Linked DNA regions of Mus musculus: region 2 is linked to region 1. Evidence: chromatin contacts called from public Hi-C data. All regions are on one chromosome and are shown on one strand. Each heading gives the region's core, a stretch centred on a gene start, on an enhancer-like site or on the middle of the called end of the contact. The rest is flanking DNA. Distances are from core to core; before and after follow the strand shown.

Evidence for each region. Hi-C and Micro-C count contacts between places; a contact is called where the count stands out from the background.
Region 2: a contact with region 1 is called in a Hi-C map of the G1E-ER4 cell line, with 4 times the contacts expected there. The contact joins two enhancer-like sites. A contact is called at or near these places in 1 of 15 datasets of contacts at CTCF or cohesin (the G1E-ER4 cell line), 2 of 484 Hi-C or Micro-C datasets (the G1E-ER4 cell line and nephron progenitors) and 1 of 115 datasets of contacts at active chromatin or transcription factors (the NIH/3T3 cell line).

Annotation. Positions count from the first base shown.
Region 1 is chr10:16,597,179-16,603,140 of GRCm38.p6, forward strand. No RefSeq gene overlaps it. Among named protein-coding and RNA genes, the nearest start is that of Gm20125, 500 kb to the right of the region's middle. Within about 2 kb of position 4,248, at least 43 of the 459 cell types and tissues checked have an H3K27ac peak or open chromatin away from gene starts, as enhancers often do. A contact at or near this core is called in the G1E-ER4 cell line, where this site is marked.
Region 2 is chr10:17,586,760-17,592,162 of GRCm38.p6, forward strand. The region is part of intron 3 of Gm32543 (a long non-coding RNA gene); the gene reads right to left. Among named protein-coding and RNA genes, the nearest start is that of Gm32656, 70 kb to the right of the region's middle. Within about 2 kb of position 3,667, at least 32 of the 459 cell types and tissues checked have an H3K27ac peak or open chromatin away from gene starts, as enhancers often do. A contact at or near this core is called in the G1E-ER4 cell line, where this site is marked.

The DNA of each region.
Region 1 (5,962 bases), core at 2,998-5,497:
TATCTAATTTGTGACTGGGTACCTCTCCAACATCTATTCTGCACTTTTGATTAGGTGAAGCTCATGATTACTGCTGTCTATTAGAAAAAGAAACTTTTCTGATGAGGTTTGGGAACTACACTAATCTATGTGTAGAGAGTTGCTTATTTGTTTTTATTGACTAAGGATTTCCAGTCTCAATGTTTTTTAAAGAATTTACTATGTACCAGTCAACCAATTGAAATGAATCATGTTTTTTATAAAGTTGCTTTTTAAATATTTGTAAGGTATAAAAAGATGGATGAGTTAAGAGTTTTTAAATATTTTCTGAATAAGGAATGTTCTTATATCTCATAGTAACTAAAAAATAAAAATTAAAAAAACATCAGACTTATTCATAACATTACAAATAGCAATAAATTTTCAATAGATTTTATTGTTTAACCTTACTATTAATTTTACTATTAAGAGCACTTACAAATATATCAGCTTCTTGTATAGAATGCCTAATGAGAACACCTAAATTTCACAAAACACAGTGTCTAGCTTGTATTTGTTCTGTTTGTTATTTTGAGTCAGCACTTTTTGTACACATTCTTTTTTTAAACAAGAAGGTTTATATTGATCTAATAAAATTTACATAACACCCTTATAGAAAATCTTCCCCTCCTGTCTCCCTGTATGGTAGTCCTGGCCATACACACAGTATTGATTGCAAAACATTATTGTTCTTTATTCTTATTGCTTAGCACTGGGGATTACATTTCTAGTCAGTTTTGTGTCCAGAAGTGATAAGCTTAGGGCTCCATGTGTGGCAATTCTTGACTAACATGCTTTATGGCTAACATGTTAATGTCTCAAAACTAATAAAGTCCATTCAAAGATATTCTCTAAAGTATGAGAGCACTCCACATGGACCCTGATATCCAGTGGATGAGGAATGAAGTATTCAAATATTTGAGGATATTGTTCAATTCACAGAGATTATTTTTAAAAATCAGGTAAAACATCAGAGTAGAAACAAGACCAAAGTTAATTTCTTAATCTTAAGCTCTGAGAAAGCATCTCTAAAATAGAAGGGCATTGTGGGAGTGTAGTGGTGTCTCATATTACAGAAGGTTAAGACCCATATGATTTTTGATTTTATGATTTGCCCTTATACTTAATTTAAATAGTAGAAATGAATAATTAAAATTTTCTGATTCACTTGAAGTTTTTATTAAAGGTCTGTGTAGAGCTTAACATGAATTGACTAAACATCCACTAAGAAGCCCCAGAAATCAGCACCATTGTATTGAATGGTATTGTATTGTATTGTATTGTATTGTATTGTATTGTATTGTATTGTATTGTATTATAAAGTACAGTAAAATATTCACAATTTTTTATTATGAATTAGAACATTTGTCCAGACTTGATACATGGTCTACAAATTTTAGATTCTCTCACATTTAAATGATTCATGAAAGTATTTTTTTTCAAAATCTAATTCTAGTGGATAATCACCTTATAGATTTGAAGAAAGAATTAAATTGGGAACAAGAAATCAAAGGTCTGAGGTTCAATTACTTTCTTTTATAATTAGTTTATGCATTATTAAATAGTGGAACAAATTTGTAACAAAATGTCCTACTATTGCTATTGATTTTGAAGGTTTTTCTTACTTTTATTTAGTAGTGCTAGGTTTTCATCTCACATCTTGGCTAATTTCTAGTGATATCTTTTATTTAAAAAATTCACAGTCTGTTGCCATTTACAGATTTATTTGAGTATTGATGAGGTACTATTAGAAAAGTATCTACTCTCCAAATTAACTTCCATTTGAATCATTTGCACACATTTTCTTGAGCGTTCCTCCAAGTCTCCATTAAATTGTCCTAATGATTTTGGCACAGACAGCATAAATGTATCTATGTTATTCCCTTAGCAAATGTAAATGGTAATAGAATATCTGTGTAGACTATCAATATGATGCATTTAGATTATGTACAGTGCTGAGCATAGTATAGAGCAACTATATTAATTAATAAATGTTATTGATTATGTTTAATGATTTGATTGTCCCAAATAAGTAGAAGATTTACAATATATATTCCATGGTTACAAAAAAAAAAAAAACCAGTAGTTGTATTTGTATAGGAATAGATAAATGAAAGCAATTTCACTTCTGAATGAAAATGCCAGTACCATGGGCTACATTCTGTCCAGGTACACTGTGATCTTAACATATATATTTTTCCTTTATGCTTAAATTTCCAAGAGTGTTCCTTATTCTATTTTCTTTTACATTAATCTCTTTTAAAATAACTTAATTTTCAGGTTTGAATTCATGCTCTCAAACCTATAGTTGTCTTTATGAGCTGCACCATGGTAGGCAGGATAAAAAATGAACCTTGGACCTCAAAGAGACACATGCTTACATAATTCCTTTCTCTTGACAGTGGTAAATTCTGTGACATTTATAGAGCCAGTAACAAATGGAATATGTGAAGGGAAGACATCTAACTAATTATGTTACATTGGATTGTACTGGAGGTAGGATAAATGTTCTCATCTCTCTCGGGATTTAACAGATGCTCTTTTTAAGAACTGGAAAAAATAAATAAACTGCCTCATCTGTAGGGAAGATTTGTGTTAGGGTGGCATGGTCGGTCTGAGGTTCTATAGGAACCAAGAAACCCAGGTGAAAAATCAATGTGAAAGCCACACTGTCAGTATTACAACAACAAAGATAACATCAATGTGACCATGGAAGAGGATGCAGAACTCTGTCAAAGAATGCACCCCACTTAAGATCATGGGCCTTTGTGTCATCATCAACAGAAGTCCAATGAAAATATGCTTAACATCATATCCATGGAAAACCCAAGACAAATGCATGTTGTTTTGATCTGTTAATGTGGTTAAATTTGAAAAAATATAGAAAATTATTGTGTATTTATTTTACAAAATACTTTTGAAGCCCTTTTTATATCACTTCTACTGGGAATTACCCCCCCCCAACTTGCCCTTAATTTTTGCCTCATTGAATCATCATTTTTATCTGTTCTCAAGTGTTATCACTCAAAAGACTTCTGTCACCTGTAGTACAGAATAAATTTGACTTTGTTCCTTTTTTTTTCTGTGACTGTTGGGGCACCTCTCTACACATTGAATTAAGGTATGTCTCTCAAGGTTCAATCGTTAATTCTGTCCTGGCAGAGAGCTAAGTCCTAACAGGATTTTGGTATTCTCATTTTTATGGTCCATTACTAGGATTTCTTTAGTAAACTTGTGTCCTTCCACACCTGCTCAAAACATGAAGACCAAGCAGCCCTCATTGTCTAAAGGCAATCCTAAGAGATGGACCAGGCTTCTTCTTTTTGTTTGTTTGTTTGTTTTTCGGAACAGGGTTTCTCTGTGTAGCCCTGGCTGTCCTGGAACTCACTCTGTAGACCAGGCTGGCCTCGAACTCAGAAATCTGCCTGTCTCTGCCTCCCAAGAGCTGGGATTAAAGGCATGCGCCACACTGCTAACTAATGACAATAAATATCTAACAGCCAATATACCTGAAACAGGAAGTAAGGGGCAGAACTTCCGGGCAGACAGCACACAAGCAGATGGAGGAAAATCCAAGGGGATAGAAAAAGGAATCGTATGGGTGGGAACAAGAATATTATACCCAAGTCACAGGGACCTCCAAAGACCGCTGGAGAGTCAATTCTGAAGCAAACGCACAAGTGTTTTTATTAGGAGCTAATGACCAAAGACTCTCACCACCAACTTCAGCTAGTCTAAGATGAAAGCTCTGTCTCTGCAGGTGCAGGATATTTAATGTGGTTAAAGCAAGCTTGGGGAATTTCCATATGGGTTAGCAAGTTAATATTTTACAAACTGCACTTCTGGTATAATCTGCAGGCACCAAACACGGGCGGGGGCGCGGGGGTGGGGGGTGAACCACCTGACAAACAGGATGGCTATGTTATCTATTGTCTGCAGGATGTCTTAGGTTATCTCAGTGGACCTTGACCCTGTTGTAGCCTGACTGGCTGTTGCTAAGGGCAGCAGGGTGCCATAGGATGTTTGCTCAAGTGGACTTTGTGGTTTTCCTCCTGGAATTAGAGTTTAATCTCTGGGTCTCACACAAAATGGTGCTTCTTTAAAAAAACAAAAAAACAAAAAACAAAAAAAAAAAAACCAAAAAAACCAAAAAAAAACTGAGTTGGTTGGGCTTTACAGAGCAGAGAGGTACAGAGCTAGCCACATGGTGGGGACTCAGTGCCCAGAAGTCAGATTATGTTAGAAGCTAGCTGAGAGACTGCCACAGCAAAAGGCCAAAAGCTTTAAACTACAGAAGTCTCACTCAAGTCTTATTTAAACGGCTAGCAGTTCTCTGCAAAATGTGATGATCACATCTAGTTTCCTTTGTTTATGTCAACAGGGTTCTATTTAAGACTCTTGCATGTAAGAACAAAATGCTGGGGGGTGCAGGCCATTACACATTGATAATCAAACAATGTGAATTAGTCTATGGAAATCAAAATGACATTCCTCAAAAAAAATCATATGTATTAGCTATACCACTTCTGTGAATCTAAACATGCTATGGATTTTTAAATATTTTTTAAACTATTCATAATAGACAAGTTATGGATTTGGCATATATCCATCAACTGATAGATGAATACAAAATGTGGTATATATGTATTCAGTGAAGTTTTTAGTCATGAACAATGAAATTGTCACTACAAGAAAAATTTAATGAACCTATAAATCATAAAAAAAAGAACATGCTTTTCTATTAACTAAAATCCTTCTCGATGTTAATATACTTCATTCTGTTCCCATAATGTATGATGGTAGTCTCTCTCTCTCTCTCTCTCTCTCTCTCTCTCTCTCTCTCTCTCTATTTGTGTGTGTTTTCTGAATTTTAACCACTCCTTCCACTCCCAGCTGCATCAAATGCAGAAATTCAAAATACTTTCAAACCGTCTATGCTCAAGTGGATGGTGGTTTGAAATAGTGTTGACCCATCCATCTAGTCTTAACTATTAGTCACATCAATGGGAAATATAGATGAATGGAATTAGCTACAGTTTTCTAATTATCTTATCCCTGGTTGTTTTCTCCTCTTTCTTAGTATTCTGAGTGGACATTATCCTTTTAATGTCATTATATGTTCAAAGTTCTGCTTGAAAGTCAATTCTTTTTTTTTTCTTAAAAAAAAAAAGAGAGATTCTTTAACCTTATGCAATCATAGAAACTTACTTCAAAAAAAGCATTGTTTAAGAAAACAATGCTTTTTTCAAGAGCCATAGGGAATGGAGAGAATCAAGGGGAAAGGTCTAGGTGCAGCAGAACCAGTGTACACATGAAATCACAGACTGGCAGCACAAGTCTGGGGCAGATGGGGTCCCAGGGCTGAAAGCAGAAGTGAACATATGTTCCCATCCATAACCCAAAAGCTATCTCCAGTTATTAACTACTTGCAAATGAAAACTTAGTATTCTCAATAAGTCACACTGAGCATATAAACCACTCTTTTTGTTTGTTTGTTTGTTTGTTTATTACACTCCCGATTTTACCTTCCCTACCTACCACAACCGCCATCCCCATCCTACTGAGCCACATCCCATACCTCCTCCCCACATCCCTGTCTCCATGAGGATGTCTCCACCCCACACACACAACCCCACCTGATCTCTAAACTTCCCAGGGCCTCTAGTGTCTTGAGGGTTAGGTGTATCATACCTGATTAACCCAGACCTAGTCATCCTCTGCTATATGTGTGTTGGGAGCCTCATATCAGCTGGTGTATGCTGCCTGGTTGGTGGTCCAGTGTTTGAGAGATCTCGGGGGTCCAGGTTAATTGAGACTACAGGTCCTCTTACAGGGTCTCCCTTCTCAGCATCTTTCAGCATTTCCCTAATTCAACCACAGGAGTCAGCAGCTTATATCCATGGGTTGGGCATCTGACACTTTCATCTGCTGTTGGATCTTCCAG
Region 2 (5,403 bases), core at 2,417-4,916, 990 kb after region 1:
TGAGCATGTGTGTATGTGCATGTGTGTGAGCATATGTGTGTGTGTGCATGTGTGTGAGCATATGTGTGTGTGTGCATCTGTGTGAGCTTGTGTGTGTATGCATCTGTGTGAGCATGTGTGTGTGTGTGCATCTGTGTGAGCATGTGTGTGTGTGTGTGTGTGCATCTGAGTGAGCATGTGTGTGTGTGTGCATCTGTGTGAGCATGTGTGTGTGTGTGTGTGTGTGTGTGTGTGTGTGTGTGTGTGTGTGCTATAATGTTATCAACCACTTCCTGATATTTCTTAGCTTTTCTCTGTTTTCCCTTCTGGCACATTTTTTTCTCACATCCTTCCTCAGTTGACTGGTGCTCAGGAAATCGATATAGTGCCAACCCTCCCAGCAAGAAGGAGCAAATCAGATCAAGAAAAGGGAACCCATAGTCTTCCTCCTTTTCTCCTCTTACATTTTACTATCAGGAAGAGCTGCTGTTATCCATTCCTCTAGTGAGAGGAGGTGTCTCAGAACCTGCTTGAGAGAGAGACAAGAAAAAGAGTGATGCGAGAGGGTGAAAGGTCTCTGACAGTAAGCTCAGAGCTCAATGGCTGGATCACATGACCCACTGAGGCACAGGAAGGGGAATATCTGCTCTTCCTCCAGTCTTCTCCAGTCTGCACCCCTCTCCTTTCATCAAATATTTCCTAGCATCCCATTTATTTATTTATTTATTTATTTATTTATTTATTTACTTTGTTCGTTTGTTTGTTTTGCTCTCTAAGGCCTCATGGCCAACTTAGCAATGGTTCAGGATGATCTGGAACAAAAGCTTCCATTCCAGTGACTCATTGCTTTATGCGTGTGTCCTATATACATAGAACATGTTGACTCTGCCCACGTATAATACGTGCCTGTGAATGTAAAGCACAAGGGAAGCACCATGTCTATACAAATAAGCAAACCTTCAGAATGGTATGTCCCTAGCCCAGCCCAAGAACTGATAGCTTGAGTACAGGCATGGCTTGACCCTAGCAGGCTGATGGTCTAGATTTGCACTGACTTAGTCAGCTAAACGTACATAAGTAACCTCTCCAAAAATCTCCTTCAAACAAACAAAAACAAACACACAAAAAACTTTCCAGGTTCCTTCTAGATTTTAGTTTAAGGATCTTCGTTCATATACTACTAAGTCTGACAAAATATAGACTTATAAATTGACTGTGCTTTCAATCATTCCCAAAAATGATTGCAGCAAAAAGACAACCAGCCATTTTTGTATGTGTGACATTAGGGTTATAGCAACATCTCCAAAATTGAGTGTTAAATTTTTCTCAGTATTCTACATATCAAAAGGATTGCTAGAGAAGGAGCATAACATATACCCTCATTGCAAACAATATTTCGTATGTTATATGTGAGATAGTAAATTGAAGATTGAAGTAGACTTGATATTATAGAATATTTTTCTTTATCCAGAACCCTCCCCCAAATGTCTATGGCCACTTTTCACACCTAACCCATAAGTATCTGATTGGATATGTATGGAGAAAGTGTGTAAATAGTATATCCAACTTTTCAGTTTGTTATTAAGACACAAGTCTAGATTTTTATCAACTTTTTAACACCTCACTAATGTTTTTCCATGACTTACAGGATCTGGATTATAGAAGGCAGAGTCTGTGACTGTGCCAAAGTATTTCATCATTCACAACAAAAACTATTTACTGAGCCTTAGTTACACATGGTCCTTCCATTCTAACCAAGTACTAAGTGTTATTGAAAACAAAGGCATACACCACTCTGTCAGAGATCCATATGGTGGTGAAATGAAACAGTATGTTTCAGTGAGAAGATACAGATTTCTGTAGAAAGATGAGGAAGGATCGGGGAGAGGGAGATAGCATCAGTATGAAGGTCTACAGAAGTTAGGATGAGAAAAAACACGTCTGGGTCTCACTTCATGGGACTTGTATGGAGATCGGAGAGGAAACTGTAAGTCAGTTGGTAGGCTAAGGTCTCAGAAAAAATATCACCAAAACAAGTCAGATTATCAGTCAAGAGTGGTCTCATTCATTACCCCACCTAGAAAGCTATGCTATATCCACATGGGATGCTAAGTCTATGGCATCATTCTTAGAAGACAGGATGCTAGGGGGGAGCCATGAAGAGTGACAAGGGCAGGAAGGGTGGCCTTGATATGAAGGAGCCAAACTCTGCACCCAGGCAGAGCTTATAAGAGAAAGGACCGAATTTTAAGTTGGACAAGGAAGAAATCTCTCATGTGGCAGACAGCTGCCTGTGAACCTAGTCTGCCTTATTCACAACGGCTTTAGCAGGGACTCTTCCTGCTGAACAGTTTAGAATGTGGTATCTGAGAGTAAGTGAGCCATTTACTCTCAAGTTTTCAGATGGGAAATTATACCACAAACTTGGTAGCTTGAAGTTTCTGTGGGATATTATGTGAAACTGCTTCAGATCCCTACATCCTTCTCAACTCTTCCTCAAAAACTCTTAAAAATAGCACGTTAAACTCTCAGAGTGATTCAACTGGCTTAAAATAATTCACAAACATCTTTCTAAAAGGAAGTAGGGGAAAGATAGGAGGTGGCATGCAAATCAGGCAGCAGATTCTGTGAACAGTAAGAGGTAGAAGAACAGATCACATAGACTCTGGGCTAGCAGTCATCTGAATTTCGTCATCAATTGCTTGCTGGATTAGGGCAGATCATCAGTGTTAGCAAGGCTAAAGAAGTGTGCTAAACAGATGGAATCGTTGAGAGCCCGAGGGAAACTCCTCTTGTGCACATTAAGCCATATCTACATGAGGATGACAGTGGCTTAACCCAAGGGACAACAGGGACCCAAGATGGGCTCAGGCAGGTTCTTTGGAGGAACCTTTTTAAAAGAAGGTTTGTTTATGTTATGTGAGTACACTGTAGTTGTCATCAGACACACCAGAAGAGGGCATCAGATCTCACTACAGGTAGTTGTGAGCCACAAAGTGATTGCTGGGAATTGAACTCAGGACCTCTGGAGCAGTCAGTGCTCTTAACTGCTGAGCCACCTCTCCAGCCTATGGAGGAAGTGCCTTTTTAACCCCCAATCTACAAAACAGCTGTCTTCTTTTACTTCAAAGCCACACTCTAAAAGTGTCTGAGTTAATTCATTAATTCACTAGAAATTTATTTTATACTCTCATACATCAGGCACTGTGCCGGGCCCTGAGGATACAAAAGCCAATAAATAATATAATTAATCATAATAATAGCTTCCATTATCAAGAGCCTGGTGTGTGGCAGGAGTTCTCCTTCCATTACACAATGGAATGCCCACAACAAACTTCTAAAGGAGGCATTATGTTCCATCAACAGTGAAAGTCTGAGATGAAGAAAGGAAGGATCTGTGAGGCAAGGACAGGGGTCTCTCAATGAACTGCAGGAGCAAGATAAAAATAAAAATGGTGATAGCCTATGGGATATGTCAAACTACAGATTACAGGGGAGTGGGGAAAGAGGTGGTCTTAACTCAGACAGAAGGGAAAAAGGAATGAGGATGTGTATCTGTGGATAAGTACAGAGTTTATAGAAATGTGTGTGTGTGTGTCCAAATGTGCTGAGGGATAAGGGCCTTGGTCACTGATGATAAACAGCCCAGGATGTGAGATATGGGTAACAAGATGCGATGTGCCTTTGCCCCATATCTCAAGCCTCTCTTGAGAGCACCACCAGGAGAAAGCCACAGGGCCTGTGCTTTACATTGCAGAGACTCTGACAAGACATTTCTTTATCTGTCTGAAGAGGCAGGCCATTTATCATGGCAGACTAATTCCTCTCTTTAAGTTAGATATTATGCCATCTATCTGCGTTCCTAATATGGATATATAATAATGACAGGTTTTTAAACAACAAACAAAATCATATATGTCCAAATAAATACTGCAAAATAATCATTTCACATTTAAACACATACTTCAGTCTTCCTCCCAAGGCCCAAGGTGTACATTCCTTGTGCATCCTTCTCAAAATTGCCTTCCCAGCCAGCAGCATATTCTTTTGAATATCCTAAGGAGTGACAAATCTTCACCCTTTGCGGAATAACATTTTTTTGCATTGGTTTGTTTTATTTGTTTTAAGGCAAAAAGAAAAACTCATTTGGGGGCCAAGCCTAGATAAGGTTAAATTGAGTAAAATTATTGAAAACATAATTAAATGCCAGATACCACATTAAGAATTCTCTACAAATCACTCTAGTGTAATTCTCACCACAGATCTATAATATTAGTATTATGCTATATTTAAAATTTCCTTAACAATTACAAAATTAACATTTATCAATGAAGTATATTAAGGTTGATATTGATGACCTCACTGAATACTTCCTTATTGCAAAATAATTACTTTCACTGAAGGCCATTTGGAAAGCTCTAGAAGAGTAGAAAGTAAGCCTTCTTAGGCTTTCGGCACACAAATGTAATCCTTGATTATCTCCCTGGTTCATCTCTTGTAAGTACCAACATATAATTTTCCACCAAAATTAATCGGTGTATACAACTTTTACATATTTATATAAATTTATATAGAATTTTTCACTACATTTTATAGCCTGAACCATCTTTCATGTCATTGAGTTCATCTATGAAATCTTTTCTCACTGCTTGGTATTCTTGTACATAATTATAACAGCATCTACCTAAGAATTTACAAACAAAGCAAAACAAAAAACAAAACAAAAAAATTTAGCCAGGCAGTGGTGACTTTTAATCCCAGAAGTTATGAGACAACAGCAAATCTCTAATTTTGAAGATATCTTGGTCTATAGATCAAGTTTTAGGATAGCCAGGACTATACAGAAAAACCCTGTCTCAAGGAGGAGAAGGAAGAGAAGGAAAAGAAGAGGAAGAAAAAGGAGGAGGAGGGAGAGGAGGAGGAAGAGAAGAAGAATTTCCACATTTTAATACTACAAGGGCCCATTCTTCATAGATAAATCTTTTCCTAGAGTTATGGCTCCAGGACATATGTGTCCTGTTAGAATTTTCTTGTCCTATACTTAAAATTTAACACAGGCTGAAGTTGTCCCAGGTCTTTGACTTTCTAAAACTATGATTCTACTCCCCCCCCCCCAATATTATCAACTAATTTTGAAGGAATCATCTGTGAAAGAAGGGACCTGCACAAGTACAAGCAGAACTATGACTGAAGAATGTTGGTGGGTTGGTGGGTTGGTGGGTTGGTTGTTGGTTGGTTGGTTGGTTGGTTGGTTGGTTGGTTGATTGGTTGGTGGATTGGTTGGTTGGTGGATTGGTGGGTTGGTGGGTTGGTTGGTGGGTGGGTGGGTTGGTTTGTTGGTTGGTTGGTTGATTTTTGTCTTGGTTTTTTGAGAAAGGATTTCTCTGTGTAACAGCCCTGGCTGTCCGGGAATTCACTGTGTAG